Regions from separate parts of the Triticum aestivum genome. Here region 1 is linked to region 2. The links are chromatin contacts, called in public Hi-C maps. All regions are on one chromosome and are shown on one strand. Each heading gives the region's core, a stretch centred on a gene start, on an enhancer-like site or on the middle of the called end of the contact. The rest is flanking DNA. Distances are from core to core; before and after follow the strand shown. Region 1 holds the start of LOC123074587. Region 2 has its middle 54 kb from the start of LOC123078680.

Evidence for each region. A called contact is a pair of places that touch in the nucleus more often than the background predicts.
Region 1: a contact with region 2 is called in a Hi-C map of leaf, with 2.5 times the contacts expected there. The contact joins the promoter of LOC123074587 here to the enhancer-like site in region 2. A contact is called at or near these places in 2 of 5 Hi-C or Micro-C datasets (both in leaf).

The regions. Positions count from the first base shown.
Region 1 is chr3D:328,325,898-328,328,597 of IWGSC CS RefSeq v2.1, forward strand. LOC123074587 reads left to right here and starts at 1,369. Exons shown (of 1, transcript XM_044497384.1): 1 at 1,369-2,280. The coding sequence starts at 1,636. The coding sequence ends at 2,046.
Region 2 is chr3D:327,684,673-327,687,372 of IWGSC CS RefSeq v2.1, forward strand. No RefSeq gene overlaps it. Among protein-coding and RNA genes, the nearest start is that of LOC123078680, 54 kb to the right of the region's middle. Within about 2 kb of position 1,414, at least 3 of the 8 cell types and tissues checked have an H3K27ac peak or open chromatin away from gene starts, as enhancers often do. A contact at or near this core is called in leaf, where this site is marked.

The DNA.
Region 1 (2,700 bases), core at 119-2,618, 640 kb after region 2:
CACATTAGATCGGAGGTGGCCTAGTGGTTACAGCCGTACGCTCTGACTCGAGAGGTCTTGATTTTGAAACCGGCGGGCGCCACTTAGAGCAAGTATAATAAGATACAGTCAGCAGGCTGTAAGGATTAAAATATTGTATGTTTACTGAGTTGGATGAGAGAGAAGAGGAAAGAGAAGGGAAGTTGGCTACAGATTAAGAGCCGGCTGCAGCACGTGCTCCAAGAAACAATGTGAGATTGTAAGGTGGGCCATGTAGTAATGAAGTAGTAGTACTTTGTAAATTGCCGCTATACATGTTGGCTATTAGGTTGGCTATAAATGATGTGGCAACTTCATATAGCCGCCGATTGTTGGCTGTACTATTAACCATGCTCTGTTAGGAGCTCCCCGTCGAGTGCCCGTCATGGTTGACCCTTGATAACTGCTACGTCTCGACCCAACAAGCTTTTTGTGACTGTCGACAAGAATGCATCAATAAACCAAGACGCATCAGCAATTTTATGTCCGACCCTATCCATGGCGCTATTGAACTTTGTGCTCAGCTGAGGCCCACTGTGGACATCTCCGTGACTGCGGATGCTGATTTTGTGCGACCAGAACTCCGGCAGTCTTTCTAAAGTCTGTTCTGCAGGATCTTTCGGTGGGTGTATTTTTTAAACTGCTATATCAGTGTATGCGTTCGAACTATAATGCACTTGCTATCTCAGAACCTGAAGGAGCAACAAGTTGAATGAAGGACTGCCGCGGTTTTGTTGTCGGACAACTAGTTCGCAAGAATAAAACTGGGAGTTTAGTTTGAATGTATGTAGTATATGTTTTGTCATTTTATTATACCCTGTGAGGCTGCTGACCTTTCGTACTGGTTATTTGCTTCCTTTGCCTGATGATGATAAGTAAAGGCTCACTCGGCTTCTGAAGATCGCTCTGAGCATGTTATTTCTGTGGTCAGAGTTGACCATGTTGGTGTTGATTTGCTTCCGAATCCTGTCTGTCCAGGCAGAACGTATTTCTGTTTTGACAAATATTTCCGCGGTAATTTTCGAGTTATAACACTGTTTGACAAGATGATTTCCGTTCTCTTTTGTCTTGTTGGTCTCGAAGATGCTGTCAGTCTTCAGTGAAACCGACGAGTACGGGAATCCTACGTGGCGCCTCATTCTGAAAGCATGGATTGTTACGGAGAGCTCGGATCCCATACAAAGATGAAGGAAGGGATTTGACGTCACCAGCAAACGCAGAATTCTCAGTCGCACTTTCCAAATTCCCGCAAAATGCTGACAGCGACTCGATTCTCACGGTGCAAAACTGACCAATGGAGCAGCAATACCACACCCGCGCGTTGCCGGCTCTCCGGACTCCACAAAGCAAACGTTTCAAGTCGCAACACACAGAAGTAGACAACGCGATCCCTCCCTTCGCCATGATCGTCACGCCGAACCTCCCCGCGCCGAAGCTAAACTCCTAAAGCCCAACGATGAATTCGAGGACACACCGTCCGTGACATGACTCGTTTGGTCATGCCTCCTGCTTCTTCTCCACGCCTTATAAACCCCCCACGGCCGGATGCAATGCAACCTCAGACACAAGCACACACGACACGAGCACCTAATTAACGAAGCTTGCTAGCAGCTAGCCATGGCCGAGAGGGAGGGAGCGGTGGTGAAGAAGGGGCACGAGGAGGGCCTGAAGCTGGCGGCGTCGCTGCTGGAGGAGTTCGGGCTGCCCCTGGGCCTGCTGCCGCTCGCGGACGTGATCGAGGTCGGCTTCGTGCGGGCCACCGGCTACATGTGGATCGCGCAGCAGAAGAAGGTGGAGCACCGCTTCAAGATGGTGAGCAAGCAGGTGAGCTACGACGTGGAGATCACCGGCTACGTCAAGACCAAGTGCATCAAGAAGCTCAAGGGCGTCAAGGCCAAGGAGCTCATGCTGTGGCCGCCCGTCAACGAGATCACCGTCGACGACCCGCCCACCGGCAAGATCGTCTTCAGGAGCCTCGCCGGCGTCACCAAGACCTTCCCCGTCGAGGCCTTCGCCGCCGGCCAGTAGGCGCGCCCGGGCCGCAGCATTTCCGTATTTATACCGCGGCTTTGGCTTCGTTGAAGACTAGTACTACTACCTGGCGCCGGGGTACCGGCTACTGAAGCGGCTGCATTCGTTTAATTTCGCGAGTTTGTTGTTCTCAAGGCTACGATCAAGCCTTGTACTATCGTATCGTTACAAGTGTGTCGGTGTCCGCGTTGTACTTTCAACCGTGCTTATAAACGGGTTTGGTGGATTCTACTTCTCATTGTGTTTGCGCTGGCCGGGACGAGGATTTCCTTCTGCAAGATGTCGATCGGCACAGTTTCCAACAAAAAATGCTGCGACAGCACGCCGGTAGAGCTTGCTTCGACGTCGCTTCTTAGGGCATGTCAGTGGTTGATAATATAGTGTTACCATAAGCACGTCGTGTAGACAACAAAACATGTTGTAAGGTTATTTTTTTAGTCTTACTAGCACATACGCCCGTGTGTTGCAACGGGAGAAAAAAATTATGTACATTTTCTTTCATCCGAGGAGATTTAAAGCTATGAAGTATCTGAATATTGTAGGAAACATGAACCTTTTTCAAATCCTGAACATGTTTTTGAAAATTATGTACGCTTTGAGAAAATCACGAAGAAAATTTTAAATAGGAACATATTTTAAAATTCACAAACA
Region 2 (2,700 bases), core at 164-2,663:
TACATAGTTCAAATTCATAGCATAGTTCAGGCCCCAAACCACAAGCAAGTTCATACGATGCTAAATAAAAATAGGTAAAAACGATACTAGATAAAACAAGATAAGCAAATAAAACTACTCCTCGTCCTCCTCGATGGTGTAGTCCGAGGATGTACACGCGTCGAGCCACCGAGGATCTTCATCGTCTAGGTCGACGCAGGTCCCAGCTCGATCTGGGCTTCCGCCAGTTCCTTCCGCGCACGCTTTTCTGCCCGACGCACGGCTTGCTCCACCCTCCTCTACGCCCAGAACTCATTCTCGGCGGCGACATCCTGCGGGAAGCGCTCACGCCACACCGCCATGGCGTGCTCATCCGCCTCGGCAATGAGGAAGCGGCGCTCCCTCCTCCGCTGGAGGCGGCGATCCTCGTCAGTGATTAGATGCGGGGGAGGCGCGAGTTCCTGCGCCTGCTCGCGCGTCCGCACGTCGGAGAAGTTCACCTGCGACCGAGGCCACCCGAGGCGCCACGCCGTCGCATCGTACGCACGGGCGGCCTCGAATGTTTTGAGTATGAGGCGTGAATCATCGGAGCGGATCTTCGCGTAATACACGCCGGAGGGGCGGAGGCGGACGCCACGGAAGCCCGAGCGGATCCGGGGCGCGGCGATATGGCGGGACGTTGGAAGAGGCGGGGGGAGAAGACGTGGCGGCGGCGGGGAGGGGGAGAAGGCCCGACGGCGGCGGGCCAATGGAAGAGGCGAGGAAGAAGGCGTGGCGGGAGGGAAATCGTGGCGGTTGGCGGGCACAGGCGCGCGACTTTTAACCAGCTCGTTGGGCATCGCGCGCCAAAACTACCGCGCGCTGCCGCTTTTTCCCGCGCGGGCGCCAATTTTTTTCGCGCGCCTGCTGGAGCTCACCACACGGCCTCTCGCGCGTCAAACTGGCGGTTTATCCAGCGTGCCCGATATTTCGCGCGCCTGTTGGAGATGCTCTTAGAGGAGGGGTAAGTTTAACTGTTTAAGTCCCTCCATTTTATTTACTGCAATTATTAGCTTGACCTGAATCAAACTTTATAAAGTTTGACTAAGTTTATCTAAAATAATCTAAACTTTCACAAAAGAAATATACTCCCTTTGTAATCAAATATAAGACCGTTTAGATCACTATAATATTATATTTATTTACAAAAGGAGTATATGATATAAAAATTAAAAGTATATTAATTGATAATTCTAATGGTATTGATTTGGTATTTTAGACTTAATAATATTTTATATAAACTTTGACTTGATACCGAACTAATATGCAAAGTAAATAAAACCTAAGGAGTACATACAAACAGTTTAACAATAAAACATATACACACCAGAGCATACCAGGCCATCTGGACCAGCATGGCCCGGCCCACCCTTAAACGTGTGGCCCTGTCGTGCCGGCACGCGTAGCTTGTCTAAAGGCTCAGGCACGTCATGTAAAGTACACGGATGCTATATCTCGTTCATAGAGCAAGATGTAGCATCTGTCTCGCCTAACATCTGTGTGATGTGGGCCGGCCCATTAGCTATATTCGCTTGTGTTGCTGTAATTCACTCTGCTCTGCTTTCCTCTGGTTTTTTTCTTTTTTTCACCATATTTATTTGTTCTTTCTTGGTTTTCACTTTATTTTTTTCTTTTATTTCTTTTCTTCCTTCGTTATTTTCTTTGTTTCTTTTTCTTTCTTCACTGGTTTTCTTGTTTTGTTTGTTTCTTTTTCTTTTTTCACTGGTTTCTCCAGTTTTCTTGTTTTCTTTTTCTCTATGGTCTTTGCTTATATCTTTGTTTTTATTTCTATTTTTTTAAGACATGTCTACACTTTCCTTACACACTAAACATTTCTTATACGCCAAGAACATTATTCAATACACGTTTAATTTTTTAAATATATGATTAACATATTTTTTTCAAATATTTTTTTTGATGCCTATTGTTTTCGTACACATTTTACATTTTTTGTTTGCATCTAAAACATTTTCTAATACAAGCTTAAAATTTAGTATATGCATGATTAACATTTTTTAATATATGTTTTTATGTCTACTTTTTCCGTACACATCTAACATTTTTTATACATCCAAAGCATTTTCGTATACATGTTTATCACTTTTAGTACATGTTTAGCATTTTTAAGTACATTTTAACACCTTTTCAGATATATGTTTTGATGTCTATTGTTTTCATACACATGGTACATTTTTTGTATACATCTAATATTTATTTTTATACATGTTTACCATTTTTATATACATGATTAATATTATTTTTCAAATACATGTTTTGATGTCTACTTTTGTCGTACACATCATACATTTTCTCATACATGTGAAACTTTTCTCTACATGTTTAATTTTTTTTGAATAATTTGTATACATCAGAAACATTTTCTATACATGCTCAACACTTTTCAAATGTATGTTTAACATTTTTTCTAAATTTTATGTAAAGTGTTTTCTAATATATAAGGAAAAAATAAAGGAAGAAAACAAAACAAAAAGGTGAAAAAAGAAGAAAAAAGCGCTTTAAGGCCTGCAACCTCCGGCACGCTGGGCCGACCCATTGTCTCAGCCGCTTGAGGCGAGAGGTTGTTGTGTGTCGCATCAAGCGAGACATAGTCATCCCCCATGAAGTAAACATGTCGGCCCGTGGCATGTTTAGTATCTAATGGGTCGTTCGGCACATTATTCC